Regions from separate parts of the Mus musculus genome. Here region 1 is linked to region 2. The links are chromatin contacts, called in public Hi-C maps. All regions are on one chromosome and are shown on one strand. The core of a region is the stretch at or near the end of the contact, and the rest is flanking DNA. Distances in the headings are between cores, read along the strand shown.

Region 1 (7,762 bases), core at 411-2,910, 140 kb before region 2:
TCACTCTCACACACATATATATATACACACTCACACACATATACACATGCATGCACATAGACATACAGACAAACGCACACAGACTCTCTCATACATACACACAGGCAAGCACACACATATACACACTCACATGCACACATACACACATGTAAATAGGAATACACACAGACATTCTCTCTCTCTCTCTCTCTCTCTCTCTCTCTCTCTCTCACACACTCTCACACACACACACACACACACACACACACACACACAAACACTGTCCTGTCCTCACAGACGTCTGCCTATGCCTCATTTCACAAGCTATATCGCTCTGCCTGTCCTGGCATTGTGTCCTGTCCAAAGAGCCATTTGAGTCTCTGACATATCCTTGAGGATGGTGGCCCTGAAATTCCAGGCCTGGGCCTGAGATAAAGGACTCCAGGTCACTACTCTCCTCCCATTCTCTCTGCTACCTGCTAGAAAGCTAGAGACCTTGAGGACCTAGCTGCCAGTCCATCACAGGCTTAGGCAAGTGAGGTCCAGGCCAGGAGATGCTCAACAGATGCTTGCCCGCTGGCAGATGAGCCCCAAGGGCAAGATGCTCCTGAGGGCTGAGCCACTCCTGAAAAGAGTTTTCTCACAAGCAAAGGCTAAAAAAGAAACAAATAGGGCTGGAGAGATGGCTCAGTGGTTAAGAGCACCAACTGCTCTTCCAAAGGTCATGAGTTCAAATCCCAGCAACCACATGATGGCTCACAACCATCCGTGATGAGAGCCCCTGCCCTCTTCTGGGGTGTCTGAAGACAACTACAGTGTACTTGCATATAATAAATAAATTAATTTTTAAAAATTAAAAAAAAGAAGAAGAAACAAATAGTAAGAGTATCAAGGTAAAGACATGTCCCTGGGAGCTCCTTCCTGTGTTCAGAGGCTCACCTACAAGCAGGCACTCCTGGTCACCTTCTGGCCTGTGGCCTTCACTAGGAGAGTCTTAATCAGTGATTCTCAACCTGTGGGTCATGACCCCTTTGGGTCAAATGACCCTTTTACAGGGGTCACCTAAAACCCTCAAACAAACAAAAAAGCATATATTTACATTATAACTCATGGCAGTGGCGAAATTGATTATAAAGTAGCAACAAAAATGTTTTTATGGTTGAGGGTCAGCATGACATGAGGAACTGTATTAAAGGGTTGCAGCATTGGGAGGGTTAAGGACTACTGGTCTAAATAGAACAAGGGCATAGACAGAGGTGTCAATGCTGGTCTCTTGCCTCTGGACAGCAGTGAAAGGTTCTGTAATAAGCAGACCAGGGGGGAGTGAACTGAGCAAGAACTAGGGAAGAAGAAACTTCCCAGGTCAGGGAAAGATGCTGACGTGCACTAAAGTGGCTCACCCCATGGTAAGGCCCTGAGGCAGACTCTATCCTTCTCATCTCCGATGTCCACATTAGCTGGGCTGATTCATGGGGTACAATGTGTTATTTCCTTACATGATACAATGTACGCTAAGCAAATCAGAGCATAACCACCACTTCAGACATTCACAACAACCAAGACACGCAGCCAGTCGGGGTGCCCATGGCCCAGTGAAGGGAATGTAGTGCATGCATACAGTGGCCTACTCTCCAGCCCACAGCAGAGAATAAGATCCTGCCACTTGTGTAACATGGACAGAACTGGAAGTCCTTATGATAAATGAAATCAGCCAGACACAGAGACGCAAATACCATATGGGCTCACTCCGATGAAGAACATTAAAAAGGCAATCTCAAAGAAACAGATTGTGGAAAGGTGGTTATCAGAAGCTGGGGAGGGAGGGTAAGTAACAAAATGGTGTTAGATAAGAGAAATAAGTTCTGGCGTCCTGGTGGCACAGAAGGTGACCAGTAACATTGTCAACCTGATGTAATCTAAAGTCATCTAGTGGATAGGCATGCCTGCGAGGGGTTACCTTGATAGCATCGACTTGAGATGGACTCACTCTGGATAGCACCATTCCCTAGTGGGATCCTGAACTGATAATTGGAGAAAGGGGTGCATACATTCACCTCTCTCTGTTCTTAGTTGTGGCTATGATATGACCAGCTGCTTCAAGTTCCTGCCTTTCACTATCATCAAAGGCTGTACCTGTTATGGTTTGTATATGCTAGGCCCAGGGAGTAGCACTATTAGAAGGTGAGGCCCTGTTGGAGTAAGTATGTCACTGTGGGTGTGGGCTTAAGACCCTCATCCTAGCTGCCTGGAAGTCAGTCTTACACTAGCAGCCTTCAGATGAAGCTGCAGAACTCTCAGCTCTGCCTGCAGAGTATTCTATCACTGGCAATGAGGAGAAAAAAACTAAGACGGATGCTCCTGTTTACAACAATGTATTCTATATTTCTTGAGTCTGTTGACCGGAGGCTGTGGTAGAGGCTGGAGCAAAGGACGCATTCTTCCAGGCCTTTCCCCTCTACAGGAATAAGGGAAGAAGCAAAGCCAGAGGCCCAAAGTTTCACATTTCAAAGAGAAGCTTCTAAGTTGGTGTGGAAATGTAGGAGCTGGTGAGAGCTGCACACCCTTAACTAACAAACTGTAAATTTGGATATCAGCTGTTTCACAAGGGGTAACTCAGGTCCTACCTGTCTCGAACCAGGTTTTGACTGAACTACACAGTAAACTGCAGCAATGTTGAGCTTCCTCTGGTAAATTCTTACAGTCTGTGTTATCCTAGTAATGTGGCCTTGAACTGTTAATAGTTATACTGATCTTTCTTTACTTTTTTTTTTTTTTCTGAGATGAGTTCTCTGTATAGTTCTGCCTGTCCTGGAACTGGCTTTGTAGATGAGGCTGGCCTCAAGCTCAGAGAGATACATCTGCCTCTATCTCTGCCTCTTGAGTGCTGACATCAAAGGCATGTCCCACCACACCCAGCTTTTTTTGTGTTCAAACATGGGAAAGTTAAGAAGCAGATAAATTCTTTTTTACTAAAAGTCTAAGAGTTTTTTATAAGCCAAGGCTGAGGCCTTGTTGAGGGAAGGGCTGAAAGAATCCCAAATGGTTTGGTAAGGAGTCCCTGTTACTCCTGTTGCTATTATAACCCAGAGGCTCTGGGCTCCCAAGGATGCTGCCTGGTTACTAGTCATCCTTTGGCCACCACTGTCCCCATGTGGTACAAATGCACAGGAGCCCATGGTGCTCAGAGGAGAGCAAAGGACATTACCCAGTCACAAGTCACATGTATCAGACACGTGCCCAACCACTGAAGCCCGAATCCTGACAGTAGGTCACAAGTCGAGAAAATATCACATTTACCCTTTATAACCATGCCCACTTTCTTGGCTCCCTAGGCTCATAGACCATGCCCAGGCTGTCCTGAGGCTGCCATACAGTAAGAAAGACCTTGATGGCCACATGAAAGGACAATAAGGAGGACTACACATGCACCAGGCAGGCAAAGGTATGCTTCCTAGACCTTCTAACCCAATCCAACTGCCAAACACAGAATAATAATTGTCATGTCCGCCAACACTTGTGATATGTGGCCTGTAGGATCTCATAACATAATAGGCTGCACAGCAACATGTGTGTCAAGTATGTAAGTTCTGTCCTCTAAGCCCCAGGGAATATGGGGAAGATGGCCTATCATCTTCTTAAAAAGACTGTCATTGATAAGATACCATTAGGCTATGCTGTGGCTTTGGTGCTTGGAGGTTATCATCAAAAACAAGCTGTTAAAAAGAAGGGTGAGGGCTGGAGAGATGGCTCAGCAGTTAAGAGCACTGGTTGCTCTTCCGAAGGTCCTGAGTTCAAATTCCAGCAACCACATAGTGGCTCACAACCATCTGTAATGAGATCTGACGCCCTCTTCTGGTGTGTCTGAAGACAGGTAAAGTGTACTTACATAAAATAATAAATAATTCTTTGGGCCAGAGCAAGCAGAGGTCCTGAGTTCAATTCCCAGCAACCACATGATGACTCACAACCATCTGTAATGCTACAGTGTATTCATATACATAATAAAAATAAATAAATCTTTTTTTAAAGAAGGAAGGCTGAGCTGGGAAAGGAGAGTGAAATGTAAATGTGATTGTTGTCAGTTTGACTGGATATGGGAACAACTAAGAGACACACCTCTGGGTAGGTCTTCAAGGGTATATCCTGGGCCCATTGGCTAAGACAGAAAAGCCCTTTCCTCGGAGTAGTAGAACCCACCATCTGCTGCCCAGACATAGAGAGGTGAGAAATACGTCTCATGTGCCTGCCTTGCACCTTGCTGGCAAGTGCAGCCTTTGGTTGCTGCCTCTGCTGCTGCCATCCTTAGCTGTTGCTTAACCCAGCTTCTTTGACCTTCCACCATGAACTAAAGATCAGATCTCCAGGAATCCTCCATAACTCAGTGCCAGCTTGGGATCATTGAGGTTTCTGGCCTTGGGGACTGAGCAGGTCGCAGTTCTCAGTCTGGCCAGGGTGCAGACTTTCATTGCTAGACTACCCAGCACATATCCTATAAGACAATCTAATACATTTCCTTTGTTTTATATGCTCACTCAGTTCTGTTCCCCTACATAACCCTGACTGTCACAGAATTCATGGGATAAGAAGGGGATTCCCACGAACCTAGGGGACAGAATCCAAGCATCCGTAGTCGGTCAACATTCAGAAGTACAGCTAGCCGGGTTGAGAACTCCAGTTGAGAGGGGGATTAGCTCAAATGGTAGAGCGCTCGCTTAGCATGTGAGAGGTAGCAGGATTGATGCCCGCATCCTCCAGTTCCCTTTCCCAGCACTCGGGAGGCAGAGGCAGGCAGATTTCTGATTTCGAGGCCAGCCTGGTCTACAAAGTGAGTTCCAGGACAGCCAGGGCTATACAGAGAAACCCTGTCTCAAAAAAACAAAAACAAACAAACAAACAAACAAACAAAAGAAACTCCAGTTGTTTTCTTGGGTTTTTCTGTTGTTGCTGTTTTTGTTGTTGTTGTCGGTGGTGGTGGTGTTTTTTTTTTTTAATTTACTTATTTTTAGTATGTGTATATGTATGGGTATGTACACATAGGTACACATATGGAGAGCAGAAGAGGGAGTTGGATTCCCTGGAGCTGGAATCACACGTGTCTGTAAGTCATCCTACATAGGTGCTGGGCCATGAACTCAGGTCCTCTGGGAGAGCAGTACACAAAGTACATCTTAACTGCAAAGAGGTGGATCTCTCCAGCCTGCAAAGTCCTGTTCTTAATTCTTGGTTATTCTATGGCTTGAGCGTGACCTCTAAATAATCAGGCGTAGGAACGTTAGTTCCTCTGTGCTGTGGGGCGGGGAATGGATCACCAAGGCAGATGTCTCAGAAGAATGTATTAGCTATAGTGGAGGCTAGACCTCTCTGTCTTGTGCACGCATACTTTCTCTATCTTTCAGCTTCTACCTGCCTAGGAAGCGGCAGGTAGCCATCTCCAGCTGTGGCCATATGACCTTGAACTTTCCAGCCTTGGAGACTGTGAACCTAAAATAATCAGTCTTCTTTCTTTACTTTGTCTCGTGTATCAGACAGTCCTTAGAAAATGGACTCATGGCTTGGCCAAGGTTGAGAGCCACACTGACAATTTGTTGCAGAGGCTGAAGATGAAAATCAGACAGTGGACCGCTGACTAAGGTGGACCATGAGCCAAGCCAGTATTTAACTCCAGCCACAAGGCTATGGGACAAAAGTAAACAAGAAGGTTCTAGAAGAAGGGCTAGAGCCACAGGATTGGACATGCACCTCCTACCCTGCCTGTGAGGAACTATTCCTTCTATCTAGATTTGGCATTTGCAGTGGTCAAGAGATAAAAGACAAACTACACTAAACTATGGGGAAAATCTCTAGACACCCTGACCAACCTCCTCCTGGCTCTCTTCATCTTTGCCAGCTGTGAGAAGTAGAGACCTATAGTCCACATCTCTGATTCCCCAGGCTAGTGTCTGGCACGGATCTACAAATACCAGCACGTTGACCTCCTGGGTTGCAAAGCTTGATTAGGAGGCCCAAATGTAATCCAGGTTGGCTGGGAACAAAGGAACATGGGGCACTCCCTGGGTGGCCTGGCCTTCCAGGGAGGCTCTAGGTGGCCCAAGTTTTCAATCCCAGCTCCAGCCTTCTTGGCTTTGGTTTCAAAGACCACCAGTGCAAAGTGAAATGGATACTATCACCGTGTATGGCCACGGTCTGAAACGTGAAATGGCATATGGTCCTGGCGGGGATCAGGGAGTGGTAGGCATAGCCTCAAAGCCTGCGTCAGCGACGCCTTTCCCGAACCCAGTGGGTGTGTGTTGCAGGAACAGTGGGCTTTCCAATGCAGGAAGCAGCAGGGCAGTGGGTTTTCTCCACTCTGTGGCAGGTTGATCCATTTGGCAGAGGCCTGGCAGGCCCAGATGGTAAGAGGCCTGGAAGTCAGGGCTAAATTTGGACTTGGACAGAAAGGTAAATTTTCAGGAGGCCTCTGAAGAAGGCTGCTATTGGTGATTTAAAAAAAATAAATAAATAGCGCGCGCGCGCACACACACACACACACACACACACACACACGCACGCATGCGCGGGTGGGATTGCGGGGGGGGGGGGGGGGGGCAGATAGAGAATGAATTAGGGAAAGGGTAGCCTTGGCTCCAGAGCTGCCCTGGGAGGCAGGTGGATGTCACTGGGCTCCAGGCTTGGGCAGGCTAATCCCTTACATCATGTTCTCCAAGGCTCCTCCCTTCTTGGCCCTGACTGCCAACTCACAAGGGTGGTTTCCACAGAAGCCCCCCCACCCCACCCCTGAGCATCCAATATGGCCTGCCCCTGCAGGTACAGGAGCCTGGTGCCACCCGCACATGGGCCAGGTGGAGCTGCACCTTGGCCAGGAACCTGCGCAGGAGGAGCAGCTGGCCACCCTGCTCGGGGTGAGGAGAGGAAGCTATTTTGGGTTGAAACCCAGGCTGTGTGAATGCTGTCTACAAAGGAGCTTCTACCCACAGCCTGGGGAACACCATCTGCCCTGAAGAGCGGGCTGCACATGCCAACACGCGGACTTCAAACTCAAGCCCCTTGCAGCTCCATGGAGCCCTGTCTGGGCCCAACCACTCCAGCTTTTTCCTCAAGCCTGGCCTGGCCCTTGCTGTCATGAGGCCTGAGCAGCTGTAAAAGAGACACAGCCATTCCCTTTGTAGTCGGCTTCACCTCCCAAAACTGAAAGGGAGGGTGGGCAGTTTAATCTTATCTTGCCTTACAGAAATGGTAAGTGGGGTACTCAAGAGCAGCTGCTATGGGGTACAGGAGATAGACTACTCCCAGGACTGCCTCATGTAGCAGGGATACCAGGCCTGGTTCCCCATGGTCTTCTCTAATAGACACAATGGAGACCCTGCCATCTCTACACCGAGTCAGTTCAGACTGGCCCAGTCCTGAAGGCTTCTCGATGCTCCCCATGGCCCTGTGCTTGGATAACCAACGAAATGGGAATGATTAGGGTCCCTTGTTGGAAGCCTAGGCTCATCACTCACACACTCACCTTGGTGGTACATCTGCCCTAAATGCGCCTCTCCTTCAACCTGGATCCTCTGCCTGAGAACCGGCATGGGATGAGAGGGTTTGGGAAAAGGGTGCTTCTAGTCTCTTTGATGTCCATCCAGGGTATTAATTTTTGGAACTGGGTAGTACCCTAGCTGACTTCCCACGAGCCCACCTCTTTGGATGGTGGCCCCAGCTGTTATCCAGCTGGCCACTCACTGAGATAATTGTAGCCACCTTGCTTCTGACAATAAAGTGGCACCACCTGTCAACTACT
Region 2 (7,408 bases), core at 863-3,362:
TAAGGACTTTGGAAGACTCACTCTTCTTTGCTTGCGTTTACTTGACAGCACATCTGGTGGAATATACTTCTACAGAAGACCAGCTGAAACAACTAGCTTCATGGGCTTGAGCAACTTCCCAACTGATTATTGTTGGGTTAGTTGGACTATAGACTATAAATTATCACAATAAATTCCCTTAATATAGAGAAACATTCCATAAGTCCTGTGACTCTAGAGAACCCTGACTAATACAGTGGATAACCCTCAATTTTTTTAAAATATTTATTTATTTTATTTATGAGTACACTGTCGCTGTCTTCAGACACACCAGAAGAGGGCATCAGATCCCATTACAGATGGTTGTAAGCCATTATGTGGTTCCTGGGAATTGAACTCCGGACCTTTGGAAAAGCAAGCAGCCAGTGCTTTTAATGGATGAGCCATCTTTCCAGCACCCCCCCCCCCCCAATTATTTATCATCTATCCAGTTTCAGTTATTTTGTTATAGTGGCAAAAATAGAGTAAGTAGCCCTCAGGGTGACTCAGGGACAGTAAGTATTATTCCAAGGGAGGAGGCACAAAGATACAGGAGCCCAATAGAGGGCTCAGGGGAAGGGAAGGGGAAGCAGAGGGAAAGGACCAAGGTCTGTGGGTTTCAGAAGCAAAGGGGAGATCTATCAGGGGACACTGGACACAGAGAGGGTCAGGGACTTCAGGAAAGCGGGCACCTCGATGGCTTGGTTCACACTGAAGCATGCTGGTGGGAGCGGGCCTGGGGGTCCTGCCCACATAGGTATTAAAGGTGAAACTGGAAAGAAGGTCATGGCTCCCAGGCAGTGGCTTGTGAAGGCAGATCTGGGTCTGCACTATAGAAGCTGCCTGGCATTCTGGGTCTGGTGGGCCAGGGTGGCAGTCTCCTGGTCTGCTTCATCTCAGAGCTTCTGCCACCTTTGAACGTTAAGGAATGGAGGCAGGGAGACTAATCTGAGACACAGCCTGATTGTGAGCCCGCTTTAGAAGGGGTCTGAGCCTGTATTCCTGCATACCTAAGACCCTATACTCTGGAGGGGAACATTTAGACAGGACATTCAAGGTTAGCTGGTGTGTACAGGCAAAAGAGTTACTGGGAACCATTGTAGCAGTTCTTGGTGGGAGAAGCCCTTGGGTTGCAGGGCTCAGGAGGAAAAGAAGACAGGCCTCGGGGATGGAGATGGAATTCAGGAGCCAGGGGGTCCCATACATGGCTGCATCAGCATCCTTTGGGCAGCTTGCTGAACACACATTCTGATTTTACAAACCCAGGAAGGAGCTACAGTGTTTCCTGGGTGCTGGGTGCTGCTTCTGACACTTAATGTTATAAACTAACTCTATGCCTTTTCCCTTTCTTTCAGGAAGAAAGAAAGGAGCGTGGGCAAGGCCAGTTGAGCCTGTTGGGTGTAGTTTGGGGTGGGGTGACCTTGACATGCCTCCTCCTAAAAAAAAAAAAAAAAACCAACAACAAAACAAAAAACAACCTCAGAACTGTTTTTGTTTGTTTGTTTGTTTGTTTTTGTTTGTCTGTTTTGTTTTAAGTACCCAGAGTGCCTATGGGCCTCTGACAAGGCTCTTTGTCCTGGACACCCCTTTGGCCTTGTTACAGTCTAATGGGCCTTCCTGGAAGTGGAGCTGGGTCCTTAGTCCTGTCCAGATGTCCCTGTCCTGGAGAGTGCCGGGCCAGGAGAGGGCAGGGTGAGGTGATTGCTAGGAAAGGAAGTACACCGGGTCACAGTCAGCCTCTTCAAGCCGATTTAGGAATGTCAGGAGGGGAGGGGAGGCAGGTACAGTGGAGGGGTTTCTGTTAGAGACTTTGGACCTCACGTGGAGGGCAGAGTGACCCAGGGGTTCCTCCCGGTCCCCACACGTGCGGTAGACGGCCCCTGTGGTCTTGCTGTATGGTTGTGGCAGGTAGTGTACCGAGCCCGAAAGCAGTTAGGGACAGGTGTTCAAGCCTACAGAGGCGTGCTGTGCCCTTCTTAGCCCGAGAGCGTAGGAGATGGGTACCGGATCTCAGAAGCAGAGGAACCCAACCCTTCTCCCTACAACAACCAAAGGGACTCAGCGGCTTTAAAACGGGCGGGGCCCCGTGACGTCATCTCTTGAGGGAGGAGCGAGCTGTTTCCCGGAGCCACTTCCCACCAGCTCTTCGGTGGTGGGTGGTTCCTGGGCCTGCTGCTAGTTTAGGGCAAAGTCTTGATTTTCTAGCTCCAAGAGCTACTAACAAATCACTTAACATCGTCAGGCACTCTTCTCTCATTTATGAAATAAATGCATTTGTTTATAACTCTAGAGGAGCTAACGTATGTGCAGTACAAGGCTGACCTTTGTGCACCTTTGACACCGTTTTAATTTTTAAAATTAAAATATTCTCCGTGTATGGGTGTTTTGCCCGCAAGCGTGTCTGTTGCCAACTAAGGGTACTTGATCTTTCCGAACCGGAGTGACAGACGGTTTTGAGCCATCTTTTCTGGGATACGACTAATGTTCTCTGGAAGCAATCAGTGCCCTTAATTGGCATCTCTCCAGTCCTATCACCATTTTTTTATGGACCGTATCTAGTGGCCAGCATCTCCTGGCAATCCTGAATGCCGACGGATGAGGGTTGCAGATGGAGTAGAAGGACGCAGAGCACATGAGCAGGTGTGGAGTCTGTCGACTTCTAAAGTGACGAGGTCTCATCCCCTCCATTTCTCCCATCTTTCTGGGGTGGACCTCAGCCTGAGGAGCTAGGGCAAACTAGCCTTCTGAGGAAAGCATCACCTTGGTGCTGTTCTCTTGGCTGACCTCAAGTTTTCCTCCATCTGCGTAGTACCAGTGGGCCCGGGAGCCCATAATTAGACTAATGAGGTGTCTGTTGCACACACGTCTGTGCCTAGGCTCCACTCTGATGGCTACCCAGTAATTTGCCTGATCTCTCGGATAAGTCCTTTGCCTGGACAGGTTCCCACCACAAAGTGCCCCATCTCAGGGTGGAGCCTGTAATTGCTGCTGCTTTGCACGCTCTCTATTTTCCCACCTGCCTATGGCCCTGAGAGTCCTCAGGGGCCCGCCATCACATCAGGGGAACCCACTAAGCCAAGGGACGGGGCTGTGCAGGAGATGTAATAGACCATATGAACTGTCTGCTGTTTGAAGGCATGGTGGAAGAGGCAGCCAAACCTAGCCAGCTGTTGACCTTTTGGTACTGTGAAAGGAGTGGTGGGTATCTGGGAGATGCTCTGTCTGTGGGTCTGTCCCTCAGTGTTCATCCATGCTCATTTACAGTACCTTGTTCCAGGGCTTTGGGGCCTTTGTCGCTTCTAGATCTCTCTAAACACCTTGGTTTTTGAGCCGCAGCACCACAACCACAGCCTGCGAAGAGTGTGTGTTGGTGTTAGAACAGGACCATTGGCCCTGGAGAGTCTAAGTAGGAGGCTAAGGCTGCCTGTGGCTTACAAATAAGAGGCGGTGGGCAGGCAGGTACCATTTCCAGTTTTCCTATCCAGGCAGCCCCAGGCATTCCTGGGCTGGAAGAGCTGGCAGCCCTGGCAGCTGGGTGCCATCCATATGGTTCCCTTTGATCTACTCCAAGGACTGGTGATGTCACCAGGTGGCTTTTCATTGAAGATGGCACCAACAGCTCATCCTTGCCTGGGTAGTCAACCCTGGCTATGGAGGTCCTCACCCTGTTTTTCTTTAGAGAGTGCCACTAGTCACCTCAGGCGATCAGGAACAGATGCAACTATAAGAAGCCCCAGCTAGGCTGTGTGTGTGTGTGTCCACCCCCTTCGGAACTGAACTCACCTGAAAACAAGGGCTCCTCTGCTCCAAAGGATTTAGTGGGCGTGGAGTCTGCCTTTCAACATTGCCAAACCACCGCATAATCCCCTCAGATTCCCACAGCCATCAGGCCCACGCAGGGGCCCGGTGATACCTTGACACCCACTGCTCCAGGCCCAGGCCTGTTTCTTTCATTCCTAGAGGAGGTCCGGGGGCGCTGGAACCTGTGCTGCCTTCCAGCGCTGGGTGTGCCCTGAGTCAGAGCTGGCTCACACTGGGTGGGTAGAAGCACCAGAATGCTGTCCTTGGAGGGGCACAGGAGCACTAGCCACTGGGAGGCAGGTTCTGTAACTCAGGGGCTTTGTGTCCACAGGGACCACGAGGAGGGGCTGAGAGCCTGTCACACTGGGCTTCACATCTCCCTGCCTTATGCTCTCACAGGCCCTTCGACTCTATGCAGTCAAGCCTCTGTAGTCTCCTTTGAACTGAGACTATGTCCTTCATTCAGGGGATCTACAGTGAGCTGCCTAAGGTGGGGGTGAATCAGATCTCCAGGATAGCATCCTTGATGCTGGGGGAATCACAGAAGCAGACATCAAGAGGTTCAGGACCAAGAGGGAACCCAGAACCCTTAATTTTAGAGCCTGCCAGACATGGGTCCTACTCTCTCCTTCCAACCCCTCCTCCTCCTCTCTGCTTGAGCCTTCATGAGGCTCAGCCTTTGGGCTTTGCTACTTCCAAGGACTTCAGGAATCCAGGGAGTGCAGGCATCCAGGCTGGGGGTGGGGGATGGGAAAAAGGCCCACCTTCACTTTCAGGCCTGCATTTTACCTGGGGATGGCTGAGAAGTGCATGCACATGTGTGTTCACGTGTGTATGTAAGACAGGAGACATTGCCTTCTACCTTGTTTGAAGCAGGATCTCTGTTGTTCGCTCTCCATACAGCATACCAGGCTAGTCTGCCCAGGGACTGCTTGAGAGTCTGCCTGTCATCTCTCTGGGGGGCGGGGCTTGAGGATTGCAGATGCGGTCTGGGGTCCTCTTGTATGAATGGGAACATTCTACCCACAGAGACATCTCCCAGCATTCCCCTCTGTTTTAGACAAGATGGCCTGACACGATCTTCCTATCTCATCTAGTTCTGCAGTAAGGAATCATACAAATGTGTACCGTCGTGACTAGCTTTGATTTTAGCCCATTGTGGATTTGGGGTCTTCTGATTCGGGATGCTCACCGTGAACTTTCTAGTCCGATAGAACCATGGTGAATGGTGCTAAAGATGCATCGCATCTTCTTCTGCTATAGCAGAGGGGGGGGATGAATGGCCGACCCAGACTCCCTGCCTAGCACCTACAGGGCAGTGTGACATGGCCATCATTTAAGTGACACCATTAGGTGACTTGTCCAAAGGAGATACTGTGCCAGCTCCCAAGGGCAATTAAACCCCACCTCTTCTGACCTGCAGAGTTTTGCTCTTTTCACTATTGTCCACTGGGTCTGTCTGCTGCCCCCTGCTGGGTGGCACAGTCATGTTGGTGAGGAGCACAAACCTTCTAGCCAGTTGATGCATCCAGATCAAAAAATCTTTCCACACAACAAAAAAATTTAAAAATTGGGCCTGCTTGCCTTGAAGCAGGGATCCCGTGGCGGCTCTGCAGGAACTACCTGCAAGAAGGCGGAGCCAGGCACAGAGGCTCAGAGATGGAGGGCTCACCATGCTAATGGATGCCCTTGCTCTGGGTAGCCCTAGCCTTCCACATGGTAAGGTTGAGCCTCCTCACACCTAGGAGCTGCAGTCAATGGGAATGTCCCAGCAGCTCCAGGCAGAAGCAGTTTCACCCACAGGCAGCTGGTGTCAGGATTGCCTACCCGAGGATGGCAGCTGCCTAATTCCAGAGGCAGGGCCCTGGTCCACCTCTCAGCAGAATGTTCAGACCCATGTGGGGACGGGGATTTCTAGAAGACTCCAAGGGTTCTTCGGGCTCTGGGAAATGTGGTCTGCCTAGAGGTAGGTGTGTTCCTCTTTTTATTTTATTTTATTTTATTTTATTTTATTTTTTCACTTTATATCCCACTCACTGCCACCTCTCCTGGTTCCTCCCTCCTACAGTCTTTTCCTCTATCCCTCCCCTTCTCTGATAGGAGTCCCCCCACCCCAAAGTCTCTGCAGTGCTAGGTTCATCCTCTCCCACTGAGCATCATCCTCTCCCACTGAGGCCAGACAAGGCAGCCTGTGTAGAAGAACATATTCCACAGACAGGCAACGGTTTTTGGCATATCCCCCCCACCCCCCGCTCCTGTTGTTCGTGTCCCTCATGAAGACCAAGCAAGCTGCACATCTGGTACATATGTACAGGGAGGTCTAGGTCCAGCTCCTCTATGCTCTTTGGTTGGTGGTTCAATCTATGAGAGCTCCAAGGGTCCAGAGCTGTTGGACTCTGTTGCACTCTTCCTGAAGAGTTCCTGTCCCCTTCGGGACACTCAATCCTTCCCCCTACTCTCCCATAATAGTTCTCAAGCTCCAGCCACTGTTTAGCTGTGTGTGGAGCATCTGTCTGAGTCAGCTGCTGAGTGGAACCTCTCAGAGAACAGCCATGCTAGATTCCTGTCTTTGAGCATAACAGAGTATCATTAGTAGTGTCAGGGATTGGTGCTTGCCCATGGAATGGGTCTGGAGTTGAGCCAGTAACTTGTACAACCACTTTGGACATCAATTTGGTGTTTTCTCAGAAAATTAGGAATACCTCAAGACCCAGCTATACCACTCCTGGGCATATACCCAGAAGATGCTCCAACATCTCACAAAGAAACTTGCTCTATAGCAGCTTTACTTAAAATAGCCAGCAACTAGAAACAACCTAGATGCCCCTCAATGGAAGAATGGTAGAGAAAATGTGGTACATCTACATAATGCAATACTATTCAGCTATTAAAAAACAAAGACATCATGCATTTCACAGGCAAATGATGGAACATCTTCCTTTGGAGAGATAGCTCAGGGGTTAAGAACACCTGGTCTTCTGCTTATTGCTTTTGGGGGTACTAAGCACACGTGTGGTCCATAGGCATACCTATGTATATATACATGTATGTATGCGTGCATGTCTGAATGTGCATATACATGCAGGCAAACAACTCATACACATAAAACAAAAATTGAAAAGAAACAAATAAGTTTTTGAAATTTTTTTTTATTTATTAACTTTTTGAAGGGTGGGACGTGTGCATGCCACAGAACACAGATAAAGGTCAGAGGACGACTTTTGGGAGTCTGTTTTCTTCTACCCCGTGGATCTCAAAGATTGAAATGAGGTGGTCAGGTTTGGTGGCAAGCGCCTTTACCCACTGAGCCATCTAAGCATCCTTTCCTGGTTGGTTTGTTCGGCAGTGTCTCATGTAACCCACGACGGTCTTATACTCTTTGTGTAGTAGAGCTTGGGAAGATGACGTTGAACTTCCATCCTCCTGTCTCTACCTCCTGAGTGTCAGCATTACAAGCTTGAGCAACCCCCCCAGCTTCTCTTTTCAACACTGAACCAACTCATGTCAAATCCTTCACTCAGCACTGTGTAACATGGAACCACGCGTTGGGAGCCAAGGCTGTAACAAAACTGCGGTCCACTGCTGGCTG

What was found. A called contact is a pair of places that touch in the nucleus more often than the background predicts.
Region 1: a Hi-C map of erythroblasts shows a contact between it and region 2, with 2.6 times the contacts expected there. The contact joins two enhancer-like sites. A contact is called at or near these places in 11 of 484 Hi-C or Micro-C datasets (B cells, bone marrow-derived macrophages, cerebellum and 6 more), 1 of 115 datasets of contacts at active chromatin or transcription factors (kidney) and 1 of 9 other capture datasets (embryonic stem cells).

The regions. Positions count from the first base shown.
Region 1 is chr7:63,990,884-63,998,645 of GRCm38.p6, reverse strand. The region is part of intron 1 of Gm32633 (predicted gene, 32633); the gene reads right to left. Among named protein-coding and RNA genes, the nearest start is that of Gm32633, 7.9 kb to the right of the region's middle. Within about 2 kb of position 1,660, at least 11 of the 459 cell types and tissues checked have an H3K27ac peak or open chromatin away from gene starts, as enhancers often do. A contact at or near this core is called in erythroblasts, where this site is marked.
Region 2 is chr7:63,853,370-63,860,777 of GRCm38.p6, reverse strand. No RefSeq gene overlaps it. Among named protein-coding and RNA genes, the nearest start is that of Gm39023, 4.4 kb to the right of the region's middle. Within about 2 kb of position 2,112, at least 232 of the 459 cell types and tissues checked have an H3K27ac peak or open chromatin away from gene starts, as enhancers often do. A contact at or near this core is called in erythroblasts, where this site is marked.